Linked DNA regions of Mus musculus: regions 1, 2, 3 and 4 are each linked to region 5. Evidence: chromatin contacts called from public promoter capture Hi-C data. All regions are on one chromosome and are shown on one strand. Each heading gives the region's core, a stretch centred on a gene start, on an enhancer-like site or on the middle of the called end of the contact. The rest is flanking DNA. Distances are from core to core; before and after follow the strand shown. Region 1 holds the start of Lrrc27 (leucine rich repeat containing 27). Region 2 holds the start of Acadsb (acyl-Coenzyme A dehydrogenase, short/branched chain). Region 3 holds the start of Inpp5a (inositol polyphosphate-5-phosphatase A). Region 4 holds the start of Mapk1ip1 (mitogen-activated protein kinase 1 interacting protein 1). Region 5 holds the start of Mki67 (antigen identified by monoclonal antibody Ki 67).

What was found. Promoter capture Hi-C pulls out the DNA fragments that hold promoters and counts their contacts.
Region 1: a contact with region 5 is called in a promoter capture Hi-C map of pre-B cells. The contact joins the promoter of Lrrc27 here to the promoter of Mki67 in region 5. A contact is called at or near these places in 1 of 39 promoter capture datasets (pre-B cells) and 1 of 484 Hi-C or Micro-C datasets (CD4 T cells).
Region 2: a contact with region 5 is called in a promoter capture Hi-C map of pre-B cells. The contact joins the promoter of Acadsb here to the promoter of Mki67 in region 5.
Region 3: a contact with region 5 is called in a promoter capture Hi-C map of pre-B cells, with 5 times the contacts expected there. The contact joins the promoter of Inpp5a here to the promoter of Mki67 in region 5.
Region 4: a contact with region 5 is called in a promoter capture Hi-C map of pre-B cells. The contact joins the promoter of Mapk1ip1 here to the promoter of Mki67 in region 5. A contact is called at or near these places in 2 of 39 promoter capture datasets (cranial neural crest and pre-B cells).

Annotation. Positions count from the first base shown.
Region 1 is chr7:139,211,684-139,214,383 of GRCm38.p6, forward strand. Lrrc27 (leucine rich repeat containing 27) reads left to right here and starts at 1,305. Exons shown (of 11, transcript NM_027164.1): 1 at 1,305-1,584. It also overlaps a transcript of Stk32c not described here.
Region 2 is chr7:131,409,286-131,412,122 of GRCm38.p6, forward strand. Acadsb (acyl-Coenzyme A dehydrogenase, short/branched chain) reads left to right here and starts at 1,316. Exons shown (of 11, transcript NM_025826.4): 1 at 1,316-1,502. The coding sequence starts at 1,461. Ikzf5 (IKAROS family zinc finger 5) reads right to left here and starts at 1,193. Exons shown (of 4, transcript NM_175115.4): 1 at 1,102-1,193.
Region 3 is chr7:139,387,758-139,390,457 of GRCm38.p6, forward strand. Inpp5a (inositol polyphosphate-5-phosphatase A) reads left to right here and starts at 1,352. Exons shown (of 16, transcript NM_001127363.1): 1 at 1,352-1,707. The coding sequence starts at 1,633. It overlaps Gm46004 (a long non-coding RNA gene), which reads right to left and starts at 1,390. Exons shown (of 2, transcript XR_001778314.2): 1 at 809-1,390.
Region 4 is chr7:138,844,773-138,847,640 of GRCm38.p6, forward strand. It overlaps Mapk1ip1 (mitogen-activated protein kinase 1 interacting protein 1), which reads right to left and starts at 1,495. Exons shown (of 2, transcript NM_001045483.1): 1 at 1,185-1,495. Ppp2r2d (protein phosphatase 2, regulatory subunit B, delta) reads left to right here and starts at 1,614. Exons shown (of 9, transcript NM_026391.2): 1 at 1,614-1,743; 2 at 1,840-1,932. The coding sequence starts at 1,737.
Region 5 is chr7:135,714,908-135,717,713 of GRCm38.p6, forward strand. It overlaps Mki67 (antigen identified by monoclonal antibody Ki 67), which reads right to left and starts at 1,472. Exons shown (of 14, transcript NM_001081117.2): 1 at 1,141-1,472. The coding sequence starts at 1,232.

The DNA of each region.
Region 1 (2,700 bases), core at 55-2,554, 3.5 Mb after region 5:
TATATGTACATATGTAGAGGTTGAATGTCAACTATGGGTGTTGTTCCTAAGGAGCTGTTAACTTGTTTGTTTTGTTTTTTGACACAGGGTCTCACTGGCTTAGAGCTCCACAGTGGTTGAGGCTGGTTGGCCGGTGAGCCCTCAGAATCCGCTTGCCTGTCTCCAAGAACAGGAATTATAGGCATACACTGCTGCACCTGAACTTTTTAAATGGATTCTGGTGATCCCATGAGTACGTGGCAAGCATTCCACTGAGAGCCACCAGAAAGGGGCCTCTCTGATGGCCTGTGTGGCCAGGCAGGAATGCCCTGCCTGCTCTGTATCCTAACGCTCCTCACAGCACCTCTTGACCCCAAGCTTTAGCAACCTGTAACCAATGGAACACTCGGGGGGATTCCAGCTGCCAGCCGCCATCTCTGCAGTGTTGAAGGGACATCAGGAGACATTTGATCAGAGGGCTACTGGGCTCCCACAACTCTTGAGTTTCCTAGGTTTTCTTGTTTTCTTGTTTGGGGATATTTTCTTACAACTTACTCCCATCTCACTTTCAGTCCTAAAGAATATATTAGTAAATGAATTGAAAATTCTATTCTATTATTTAAATTTATTATTGCATTCATATAGGGGATACCACAGGACAACTCTGTGGAATTGGTTCTCCCCTACCTAGGTTCTAAGCATTAACTCATCTTGCTGGCCTGAGTAAACAAAATTTGCTGTTGTTTTGGATCTAGACTTCCACTTTGGTCCCATCTTATACTTTCAGTTCCATCCTGCTTTGCTACTTCAAAAATGTTTAGCAAGATTATATCACTGAGCACGTTAGCTAAGGGCATAATTCAATGTCCAGGCCAGTTCATTTCCGATAGTTTCCCTTAGAATTGATGACGTGTCATGTTGCTCTGTGTGTGACACATTACTCACTAAAAACGGTGGAAATTGCTAAGATCTCAACTTCTGGCCCCCAGAAAGGAGTGACCCATATCACTTCATTGGTCAGGATCCTCTAGAATCCGCAGCGGGCCTTCTATCCCCACCAGATCTGATACTAAGGCAGTTTACCACGTTCCCGTAATTTCTCTTTTCGGGAGGGATCCTTTTTCTCTAAAGGTTTAGGGTCTATGGACTTGGTTGACCTGCCTCCCAGAATACCCTGCTCTGCAGGTTTCTAAATGGAAAAGGACAGCCTCCAAGTTTCCACACTAGGAGAGTCTGTGCAGATCCAGGCCCCAGGACAAAAGGGCCAGCAAACCCGGCACCAGCCTGGGAAGCCGAGAGCGCAGCACTGCGGCAGCTGCTTCTGCGCAGGCGCGGAGGGCAGCGGTCAGTTCCAGAGGCCTGAGGCCCGAGGGTCCATGGCCCTGGAAGACGGTCTGGTCAGCAGAAGCATCACTCGACCTCCTTCGGGTCCCCAAGCCCTCCCCGAATCCACCAGCCCATCCTCTCGAAGTTTCTTTCTGGCCTTGTCGCCCACCTCCAGCATAAGAGGCGGTAAGCGCACGCGCACCGAAGCTATCCCAAGCCAGACCTGCGACTTGATGCCTTCCGGCCTCCGTACCGCAGCAGCGTCTCCATGGCGACCTGGTAAACCGCGCAGCTCGCTGGTTTGTTAGGTGGTGCCTGAGCCTCTCGGAGGCGGGGCAGCCGACGTGTCAGGGCGGAGTCGCAGGTGGGCGGGGAAGAGCAACGGGGCTGGAGGGTGGGATAGCTGTTACGTCAGTCACCGCTAGCCGGCTGCACTGGATGGGACCCGGCCACCAGGTTGTGGGGCGGGGTCACAGTCTGGCGGGCGGGAGTAGACGCTGGGTTGGGTTGAGGAGACCGCCACAGACTCACAGAGCAGTGAGTCTGGTCTGCTGGGGGTCCTGTGAACGTCAGCCTTTGATGGCGCGGTGGTGGGAGAGAACTATGACTAGATCCCCTACCCTTTTACAGTGGCCGCACCTGGGAAGATGGGATTGAGGTCCAAAAGTCGAGTTCCCCTACCAGCCCAGTCTGGAAACAGCATCACTAGTCCCCTGCCTCCCTCTTGTCCACACATTTTCCTTACAATGTAATTTGATGGAGGCAGAATCTTTCCTCCTAATTCCAAGGTGTAGAAAAAAAATACAATAAGCCGTAGACTATGCAAAGGCTTGGAGACCTTAGGGAGACCCATTACCCAGCTTGGGGGGGGGGGTGGCATATCTCCTGCCAACGCAGACCTAGGTTCCCCATGAATTGTACACCTTTAAGACCAGCTCCTTAACTGAAAAGTCACCCGCTCCTTAAAGGAGAGTGAAACTAGGAAAGTGTGCCAGCATTTGGCAGATCTTTCAGCCATCCTCTTTGCTTGGATGGTTTTGCAAGTAATACCCTGGCTAAGCAACAGGATTATTGAACTAAGATGCAAGATTGTCATTGCCCAGGTTTTTCCCTAGTGCCCACCTAGATACCTCTTTGGTCTGGTCTGGGCCAGTGTGGGAGGCAGGGGTTGGCTTCCTGACTTCAGAGTCTTGGATACAAGAAGCAGAGGAATTTCCAGGGTGGAAATAGGAAACTGTCTTATCTCTTCCCATCTTACAGGTGTTTTGCAAACTTGAAAAGTCCCCCGGTGTTTTCATCCTGGATGCTTGTTTCCACTGGTATCTTCCAGTTAGACTGTAGTCAGGTGGCTGTTTGCTTGTCATCTAAGCACTTTGGAGGTGCATACAGGAAGAT
Region 2 (2,837 bases), core at 66-2,565, 4.3 Mb before region 5:
CCATTCATATATAATATGCTAATTTCAAGAGATGCCAGGCTTAATGTTGCTGAATAAGTCCAGTTGCACATAAAAGTACATTAGCTCTATCGCCAGGGAAATATATGTAACAACCACCAGGACTCAACCACGGCATATCTGAAGCCCATCTTCAGTGTCCCACAGTACAACAGTTACGGTTTCCTGGGAAACACGGGACCCTTACAGGAAAAGAACTTCAAACATCCCAGTTCCCCCGCAAGGAACTTCCAAGAAAACGTTCATCCTCAGCTGTGCTGAAGACAACATAAACTCAAGACAAAGTCTTACAAGTAGTCCAGATGTTTTAAGCAGCTGTTTTCATGCTGTGTCTTCTAAGTGTAATTTCCCTGGACCTCACAACTTCAGAAGTCTTCATGTCCGTTCTCACTCCTCTGTCCGGTTCTGACCAGCACACAAAGGAGTCATTAAAGAGGCCATGTGGTTACTGGCAGCTACCACTGACTATACTTAGGATCTACAGTTAGACAGACAGCACTTGGACGCTTAGCTGAGGAGGAGCCACATTGAGCATCCAAGAACATTCCCGACAGTCGATCGATGATGAATCGATCGGGGACAGAAATCTTGAATGAGTCGGAAGATCCTCCCCAGCCTCACCTGTTCCCAACATTGGAAAGTACAGGCAGTAGACGCCAGGTCATGAGAGAAAGAAAACTCCTTCCCAACAGCAGCCCGGGGTTAACACCCTATCCAGGATACACCGGGGTTGCTGGGGTCGACTTTGGCACCCCGAGAATGCACTACACAGGGATGCTCCCTGCGATCGCCACCTGTCAAAGCCGGAGACAGCTCCCCACCCTGAGCTCCGAGCTGCGGCCCGACGGCGCCGACTCGCTCGCGAGCCTCCGGGCGGCGCACCCAGTCACTTACGAGCCCAAGAGAGTCCCGAGTCACCACGCTGGCAGCCCACGGGGCACGCAGGACCCTCCGCTGTGGCCAAGGCGAAAGCGGTGTTAGCCGGCTAGCAATGAACCCGGCACTTTACCTTCCGCCATTCCGTCAACGTGCCCTGAGTAACCGTAGCGCCGCCGTGGAAGCTGACCGCCCCCCGTGACTCACCTCCTGACAACCGCACCGAGGAATCCCCACAGCCCTTTTCACTGCCGTCGCCGCCACCGCCACCGCCTCAGCGTTCGTCAGCGTCGCAGCTGTAGCCGCCATATTTGTTGTGTCTCCGCTCCCTTCCCGCCCGCCCCACGCCTTGCCCAAGTCTCGCGTGAGCGTGCTGCAGGGAGCAAGGAGAGAATTATGTCTCTCCTGGGGTTCCGTAGGCGGCAGTGGGCGGGGACTCAAAGGGGTGTGTGAGGGGCGGATGCTCGGAGTGGGCAGGGCCCGAGCTTGCCAGGCCGAGGGAGTCTTGCGCAAGGGTTCGTGGAAAGCCTTGCGAGCTTAACAGGGCCACCCTGCCCGAAGCGAGGATGGCGGTCTCTGCGCTCCAGCTGTGGCGTATGGGCGGGCTGGTGAGTGGGGTCGGTCGAAGCGACCGTCTCAGGAGGCCTGTGGCCACACTGATTCCTGGCGACGTCATCTTTTCCTAATGGGCTGGGGGTCTGGGAGGCTGGTGGAGGGGGCTGAGCCTGGGGCTGGGTCTCCACAGACCCTTCACCTCCGTCTGGTTTTCCTTCAGGATCCGTCCCAGCTCATGCCACATTTCCCCGGATGATGATGATGATTTTTTTGTTTTGTTTTTTGGGGTTTTTTTTGTTTTTGTTTTTGTTTTGTTTTTTTTTTTTTTCGAGACAGGGTTTCTCTGTATAGCCCTGGGTGTCCTGGAACTCACTCTGTAGAGCAGGCTGGCCTCGAACTCAGAAATCTGCCTGCCTCTGCCTCCCGAGTGCTGGGATTAAAGGCGTGCGCCACCATCACCCAACCGATAATGATGATTTTTAATGACTAAAATCTAGGCCTGCTTGTCGAGCCTATTGACACTCTCTTCCCTTCAGCAGCCCAGCTGGAAGGGACCTCTCATATTTCTGGGTCTTAACCATTCAGGGAAGGAATTTCTTAGGCTTTATCTCACTGCGGGGATCTGACCAGCTCCCTTAGATTCTGAGGAGCCCAAAAGCCCATTCTAGTCCTCTTCCTCAAACTTGGTCTGAGGCCAGCCTCTTGTCTCACCAGGATGTTTCTGGCCTCCCTTTGCTCTCTCGGATTTCCTGAGCTTGGAATTAGGACACACAGTACAGTGCAGATGACAGCATCTGTCAGAATAACAGAAGACACTCTGACCAGTCAGAGGGGGCAATGGGTTGAACCATGAGCAAACCTACGTTAGCTGGACTTGGTGCTATTTCTTCAGGTGCCTGAAAGAGACAGCTTTCCTGGAGGATGTTTCTCTACTTAGGCGATTGACGAGCCCATTTAGCTAACTTTGAAGTGAAAGGACAGTTGGGTGCCTTTGCTGTGGTTGTAGTTAGCTGGAAACCCTCCAGCTAAATAGTAATCTTAAAATTTCCTCGGGCAGATGTTAAGTCTCAAGTCTCACCCATTATTCTGGCGAGCAATCAAAATCCTGCAGTATTTATTCCCGGTTTTACAAGCTACTGATGAGAGGAAGTAGCTTGTAAACGGTGAAGCAAGTCTGCACCTCTTTGCCTCACATTGTAGATAATTAACGTTATTTTATTGTTTTACAAGCTTGGGGTGTTTAGGAAATTAATAAAGTTGTGTTAGTGTATTGTCACAAAGGATTAGAAATGGGTTCTTGTGATTATTATTTAATACTGTTTAATAATTGTTGCTTAATAATAATGTAGCCAGCAGACTTGTCTGGGTTGTTGAGTTTGGCCACCCTT
Region 3 (2,700 bases), core at 102-2,601, 3.7 Mb after region 5:
CAATGCACACCATACATACAAACTAAATACAAAATTAAAGAATGAACCCACCAGAAGAACTGTCGTTGCAAACAGGGTTCTAGTATGTCTGTAGTACTGTTTCTTTGGATGCCTCCTCGCAGGCTACAGCGCAGCAGCCCCACTGGACAGGGCTTTCTGGAGGCCTAGACTAGCAAGGGTTACCCAGCTCACTATATGTTCCCTACCAGCCCCGTCCCACCTCCAGGAACAACTGACTCTATCTCAGAGAAATTTCTTGATTCCTTCTACATGTAGGACTGATTCTGTTCTTCTAACTAGCATACCTCCCTGCCCCCCACCTCCAGCTCTCTCTGGTGGCTAAAATTCCCGGACTGACCACATCCCCCACCTTGGGAACTGTCCTTGGGTGTGGCATGGGGGCCACAGCTGGCTATCCAAACACCTAATCTGAACTTTTTCTTTTTTAGGTGGGAGGGGCGGGGTATGGTCTCAAGCTAGTTTAGGTTGCTATGAGTTCAGGTTGGCCTCGAACTCATAGCAATCCTGCCACAACTTCCGAGTACTGGGATTACAGGAGTACATCAATACGCTTGCTTCTTAAAAGGATTTATTAGTTTTCTGTTTTTGGATGCCAACAGCTTTCTGTTTTGTAAGCAAAGTCCTATATAAGGAACTGGGTGGACGTGTTAGGAAATTGCAAAATCCCATACACTTGATCTGCAGACCCACTCTTTGCAGACCCAGAGCTGGGACTGGAGGAGGCTCCTCCTTAATTCTCCGTGGCCCTGCTCCCTCCCACGGTCCGCCTACGTCAGACTCCCCGTACCGGCGAGGGCCTGGACCCAGGCTGAAGACCGGTTCCACATCGGGGGGGGGGGATGGGGGGCCAGGACAGAGGTTCCAAGGATCTCCAGGGCTCCCAACAAGAAGGCGGGCTGTAGTCGTCCAAACTCGCGGCTCCTTTAAGAAGCGCTTTGGTAACAGGGTCGTGACGTCATGGGAGTGGAGGGTGGAATATGCGCGTAACCGCGGCAGGGCGGGGCAAAGCCAGGGGAGGACTCAGGGGCCTGACTGACAGGAATGCCCCATATGCCCGCCTCTCCCCTCCTCCATCTGGTGTTGGCTCCGCCCCACCCTAGGCTTAGCTCCTGTGAGCAGGCCCGCCCCTGCACAAACCCCACCCCCAGCCTGACTCAGGCTCGAGAACCCGCCCTTCCAGTGGACCCGGAGCCAGGGAGCCTAAGACCCAAGTCTGTAGATTGTGTGCAGGCCCCGCCCCATAGGGAGGCCCCACCCCCGGCGCGACCGACAGCCCCGCCTTCTAGGGTCCCACCTCCTGTGGGGCGGGACTTGTCCCAGCCGGAGTCGGCGGCGGCGGCTGCGGGAACTTTCCCGGCGGGTCTAATGGCTGCGCGCGGGCCGCTGTGAGGCGCGGCGGCGAGCGGGCGCGGGGCCGCGGAGCAGCGAAGAGCCGCGACCGCGAGGCTGGAGCCCCGGCCAGGCCCGGTCCGACCCGCCAAGCCCGCGATGCGCCCCTGTGCTGTCCCCCGGCGCAGCTGACGCCCCGCGGCCCCGCGAGACCCCAGCCCTACCGGCCCCGCAGGAAGCGGCCGCCGCCACCCAGTCCAGAGCCCGCTCCGCCCGGGCACCATGGCGGGGAAGGCGGCCGCCCCCGGCACCGCGGTCCTGCTGGTCACGGCCAACGTGGGCTCGCTCTTCGACGACGTAAGTGCCGCGCCGTCGGCTAGGGAGGGGCGGTTACGGGCTAGGAGTCTCCCAGCCCGGGACCCTGACATCCCCATTTTCAGTTGGAGACCCTAAATTCCGGCCCCTACAGCGTCTTCTATAGCCGCGGACTCCGGGCCAGTTGTCTTTGGGACGTGTGACTCTGATGCCCCCTACCCACAGCTGGAGACTCCGACCAGGATTTTCCCAAGCCCCAGACAGACCCTGACCCCATAGCAGGGGGGTACCCTAGGCCAGGAAACTTCCAGCTACACACTCGGGACCTTAACACCGCTTTTCTGGTACCCGAGGCCAAACTCGAAGACTCAGTTTTTGAACCCCTGTCTTAACCCATACTACAGGAACCCAGACTCAGTCCAGATCCTTGAATCCTGATGCTGGTTCCTTGCTTTGCTCCCAAGACAGCAAATCCCTATCTTTTTCCTGCCTTGGAACTCCAGAGCCACAAGTACTGACCTGGAATTTTGACCCAGAATCCTGATACTTGGATGTCCTGGCTTCCAAACCCAAGCATACGCTGACCCCAGGTTTTCTGATTCACCCCCTGGCCCCCAGTCTCTGACTCTGATCCCCCAAGTCTGATTTCTGGTTCCAGAAACCCAGCTTTCAAAAATTTTGGTCCTGTTCCTCTCAACCCATACCACACTGACCCTGAACTCTGAGTCTCTACCCTAAAACCTCAGATCCTACACCTACTCTTGGCCCCAGAGTGAGGTCCCTGCCTCTAATTCTACACCCCATCTCCCATCCCCGAACCTTCCTCCCAATAGACCTCAGTCCCAAACCTTGAGCTCCATCATCTGAGTCCTGGTACCTATATCCCATCCCTTGGTCTTGTCTTCTGAGGGGCCTGAGGCGTGAGGCACCTCATTTTGCCATGTAACTTGCAATAGCACTAGTTCTCAAATGAGGTAGCTCTCTTCAAGCCTTGGGGGACTTTATATTCCTGTTTACTAAATGAGAAGGTGCTGA
Region 4 (2,868 bases), core at 245-2,744, 3.1 Mb after region 5:
TCAGAATGCTTCTTCCCAGGCTTGGAATTCCGTCCTCAGGCTCCTCCCAAAACGTCCTCCCAGAACTATACATATGCTCTTAACTCTCCTGATGCTCTGGAGTGTCATCTGGGTGACATTCCTATATCCTCACTACTCCATGTCTCTTATTCTTCTCCATTACTCTCATACACCCAGACACATGCAGCTCATTTTATCCTCCTACTTAACTCAGAGACAGTTCTTTCAGAAACAACCCTGAGTGCTGCTACTGATGGAAGGCCCTATTTCTTCATGACTTTCTCCAGCTCTTGGCCATAGCCAGCCCTCTCATCAGAGTTCACCCCCTGAAAACAGCTTCCTGCTCTGTCCCGGACCACCTTGCCTCCACTGCTATGACTAGCCTTCCTTGGCCACTTCTGTTCTCCCCACAGCTTCTTGCTGCCCTTTAAACACATTAGCAAGCTTAGGTGTGCTCCGTGCTTGTAAACCCAGCGCCAACGAGGTGGAACCAGACGTATTTCAATTTAGAGACCAGCCTCATGTTACATGGCAAGACCCTAATCAAAGTGTGTGTGTGCAATTGAATTAAAAATAAAACATCGGAAAGAAAAGGTCAGGGTGGCCCAGCCTGTGCACTAGCTGTTCTCATTTCTAGCAGCCGCCCAAGACGTCAGCCTGAGATTCTTTCTTATCTCCTCTAATTGCTCTCCTAAAGATACCAACTGCTCCAATCTCCTTCCCCTGCTTCTGTGTTGTATTTAACTCTAGTCCACTTAACTTTCCCCAGGTTTTTCTTATTGTCTCTTCTCCGCTGAAGAGTAAACTCCACCAGGACAGACACATCACCTCTACACAAGCAGCATCCCAGCCAAGACTGAGAATAGAAAAAGCACTTGCTAAAAGGCAAAACATTTTTGAAGTGGAGAATGCTCTGGTTTGGAACAACTGCCCTCTAGTGGTGCAGTACGCTCACTGCCAACTTCATAGTGATTTCGGATAAGTCAAGCCCACGAACAAATAATTCCTCTTCATGCTAGAAAAACACACCCACAAATAAAGCAAATGTCGAGAACGGTTCCCTAGGGGCTATACTGAGAGCTCAAAGAATCCCTGAAGTAGCACTCTGATGAGATCAGTGCTCAGAAGCTACGATCAAAGATTCTGGGGGCAAGAGAGCCTGGATGATGGGCAAAATTACGCACGCAGGTGCTGGGTTCCAGGTGCTCCGGGGATCAGAGGCCCCGCCTGCCCACGGCCGAGCGCTCTCTATTGGCAGATCCACGGAGGTTCCGCGTTCCCGTTGGCTCAGCTGTAGGAAAGGCCCAGGCCTTCGAGCATCCAGTCCAGCCGGCCGCAGAAGAAAGTCTGAGGCCTTAAGAACGTAGAGGGCGTCGCGTCCTAGCCTTGACACGACTCGAGAAGGCCGCCTCTATCTGCCAGCGGACTAGTCCAAGACACTCCTCTCCTTGGACCGCAGCGGCTACGTAGGTCCAACCTCAAGACAGCTCGCGCAGACGCAGTCGGCGCACGGTGCGCCCCCGGCAGCCCCCGCGGCACTGACCGTCGGAGGAGGCGGAGGGGGATGACGTCATCCGGCGGGGCGACGGGCATTGGGCGCCATTTTGAAAAGGGGAAAAAATTCCCTCCCCGGCGGCGGCGACGGTGGCGGCAGCGGCGGCGGCGGTGGCGGCCGGGGCTGAGCGCTCGGAGCGCCTCGGTCGGCCGCGCTCGGCTGGGCGCGTCCCGCCCGCGCCATGGCAGGTGAGGGCCGTGCGCGAGCGAGCGAGCGGGGCGGGCGGGCGGACTGGACGGTGGTGGGGCGGGGCGGGGCCGGCCTGACGGCGCGCTCTGTTGCAGGAGCTGGAGGCGGCGGCTGCCCGGCGGGCGGCAACGACTTCCAGTGGTGCTTCTCGCAGGTGAAGGGCGCTGTCGACGAGGACGTGGCGGAAGGTGAGGCCCGACCGACACCCCACCCCAACCCCCGAGCCCCGCAAGGTCATGCTCGCTCAGCCGCCGGTCCGGACGCGGCCGCCTTTGCCCGCCTGACCGGCGTTGTCCCGGGAGACCCTCGGCCGGCCAGCGGCTGAAGAGAGGGAGGGGTGTCCGTAGGGAGACGGCTGCGGACGCGGGGCTGGGGAGAGACTGCGGCTGAGTCCCGCTTCGGGGATCTGTTGGGGAGACGGCGGTGGACGCTAGCCTTGGGAGGCTATGGGGATGATGGCCATGACGCCGGCCTCAGGGGTCGGTGGGCACAGATGGCCATGGAGGCCAGCCTCGGGAGGCTATGGGGAGACGACCGTGGACGCCGGCCTCGAGGGTCTGTAAGAAGGTAAGGCCGGGGCAGAGGTATCGAGCCATGTAAGGAAGATGCGGCCACAGGTCTTTGGAGTCTGGGGTGTATAACGATCTTAAATGCATGTCTCACTAGCGTCTGTACGGAGTGAAGAAAAAGGACTGTAGACACTAGGCAGCGACCCCGGGATTCCGCTAGGAGTTGGTACCACGGGGTGAGGTGAGGTCCATTTTTGTGAAAGGAGAGAGATAGGGGGGCATGGCAGTTGATCTTGAGGCCCTGTGGGGTAAATCAGGTCCCAGACACTAATGTGGGAGCCCATGCAATATAAAGGGTCTTTCATCTATCTCCCTGGCACCCGTATAAGGTGGAAGGAGAACCATGCAGGGTTATCAGTCTCCGGGGGCCCATGCTGGACTGGACTCAGGACGGGATGGAGCACCGAGTGCTCTGGATACCCTGTTTGTGGTCGTAGGTGTGCTAGTCTGTCCAGTCCAATCTCTGGCCAGGTAGACGTCGGTCAGCCCTGGATCTCCACCTCTTGTTGTTGAGCAAGAGGAACTTATTTGTCATGGGGTCTCCTGAAGCGCTAC
Region 5 (2,806 bases), core at 222-2,721:
ATCGTGAACTTTAAAAGCCAGACTATACTCTATATACTGTCTGCTTTCCTATGAACCTCTGGAGTCTAAGCATACCTCTTACAATAAATACCACATAACCAAATGCAAATTGATTTAAATTTTTTTAAACTTGTTAAAAGTATATTTAAGTAATATTGCAGAATAATCAAAATGAATGACACTTGTGACAAGAATTTGTACTCTCTTCTTTTAAACAACAACAAAGTTATAGAAAGTTCTTTACTCTGACAGGAAGTTCTTACTCTCAAGAAAACAGAGGTTTTGGGTTTCAAAACACCAGGCAGAAAGACCATATGTTCGAACCCCGTTTTACGGAGCAAAAAGATCACCACAATCCATACTAGATACAAAAGACCACAGACATTCTGGACCAGATACTTCCTCGACTGTCAAATACACCATGTCTCTGTCCTTACTCAGCAGTACTAACTAACGGCAGGCACCTCTCCCAGGGTGACATGAAAATCTGTCACCAGACTTTGTCAAATGTCTGAGAACTACCATTCTTGCCAGATCGCCATCTTCCTACCACTCATCCTGTGCCACACACTGATTGATCTTAAGTGTCAGTCGCCATATGGGACCCTAGAGATGTAACCATTAACAAGGCAGACCTTGTCTTGGAATTTAATCTACTGGGAGACAAACAAAACAATCTAAAACCTAGTCACCAATCTGCATGGTGTTAGGAAAGACGAGTTTTCTTAAAAGCATCCTCTCAAGTAACATTTCAAACGCGGCAGAAAGCCATAAGGGTCAACGTTTGCAGAAGTGGCAACACCAGCCACTGCCTGGAAGGCCTCAGGGAAGATTGCCATCCGACCGACGGGGGAGGGTGAGAGGGGACTCTCCCAGAGCACCCGAGCAGGGTTCTCCTATCTGATGTTTCCCGAAACATCCAGAGCCACAGCCGGCTGCCTGAGAACGACAGTGCGGAAGTTGCGGGACACCGACGTCAGCCTCGCGTCTACCGAGTGTAAAATCCCGATTCCATTTGGAAGCTCCCAATGCATGAGCGTGACTTCCGAACAAGCCACAGGGACAACCCTGTCAAACGCAGAGGGGGGTTGGGCCGCGGGGTCGCCGCCCCGGGTCACCTCAGCCCCGGCGCGCACTCACCTTCCAAACAGGCAGGAGCTGAGGCTCAGCGGGAAGTGTGCGCCGTCATCGCCGCTCCGCTTGATGGTGACCAGGTGAGCCGAGGACGCCATGGTCCGCCCGGCCGTCGGGACTGCGGACCAGGGCGGAGAAGCCTCTCGGTGAAGCTCGCAGTCGCCCCGCCGGGCCGCTCCTCAGCTGGTCCAGTCAGCGCAAGTTAGCTCTGGCCGCCGCTCACCGGGCGCAGCCCGCGTCGGAGCCCTCGGCTCCTTAGCCGCGGAGGACCGACCACGGCCACCCGCGGCCTTCGCTCCGCCCCGACCAGACCCGCACTCCCGCCGCCCGCGTCCCAAGTGCCCGCCACCCGCCACCCGCCGCCCCGTCCAGCCCCGACTGTCCGCCTAGGCGGTTCCGCGCCAAGGCTCGCCCGCCGCAGCCCGCCCGATTCAAACCAAAACGGCGGTTCAAATTCTGGCGCTAAGTGCTGCGATTGGGCCAGGCGGCCAGCCAGAGACCAATGGCGAGGGCGACAGAGGATTGGGGAAGTCCAGAGGTGGGGCCAGGCTGCGAGCCTGGGGGGGGGGGGGGGGGTGGAGCCGGAAGGTGGGAGGGGCCAGGCCGGTAGGCGGGGCCGGGCCAGAAGCTGGCTGGAGAAGCGGAACCCGAGCGGAGATAAGCTCCGGAAGGCGGGCAGGGTGGGGCTGGTGGGCGGGCCACTGCTGCTCTAATAGGCAGGGTAGAGGGTCCCAGCTTTTTCAGTGTCAGCAAAACTAGCGTGGCGACCTGTAGGAAGCTACCTGTAGGCTCCCTCTCCAGAAATCAAACACCGACAACGCCGCATCTTGCTCAACGCTAGAAGCTTTCTATTTTTAAAATTTATACCCTTCCTCTGCCGTTTCTGCAACACCTCATACGCAACCTAAGGTTGTTTCTCCTGCCTTTTCAGTATCCCTCAAACTGTCCTTTAAAAACTGGGGGACATCATTATAATTCATTCTACAGTCTCCCTGCTTAATGAACACTGAGGCAGTGGCACGGTTTTTCCGAAACCATAACTTAAGAGTTATTGCTGCGGCACGGTTAAGTTTGCAATGCTTTGCTGTTTCAGGGGGAAATGCCGATTAAAATAACCTGTGCAAGACTGCACCTGCAAATCCTAAAATAGGGCTCCTGGGGCACCAGTTGGGGTTATCTGAGGCCAGGTGCCAGTCAGATGAATATAGAGTACCTATGTTTTCCTGTCCTCTTTTTTCATGCTCCCTCCTCCTGTTCCTGGATCAGTGTTCTTCCAGTAGGGTGTTGTAAAAATTCCGCTTCTGGGGCAATAGAACCAATGTCTACCCTCTCCTCAAGGTCTCAAGGACAAGCCTGAAGTATGAAGCCATGAAATTTCACTCTGGGGAACGAGTGTGTTATACCACCCTAACCCAGGCTGATTAGTTATAGCATACCTCTTGGCCTCTAAACCTAAACCTCTGGTCAGGACTTCAAAAATATATTTAGGGTGCCATTGGGCCCCTTTGCTCCTATTCACAATGGGGCCACATGAATACACCCCCTTTCTGTGCTTCTCACTGTTGCCTCCTCTTTAATTAGCCTACTGAGGATGGGTGGTCCAGCCTGCCTTGTTAGGGCTGCCAGGATCCAAGCTCTACTTTAGGCCTTGGGCATTGCCTTCTCATCCTGA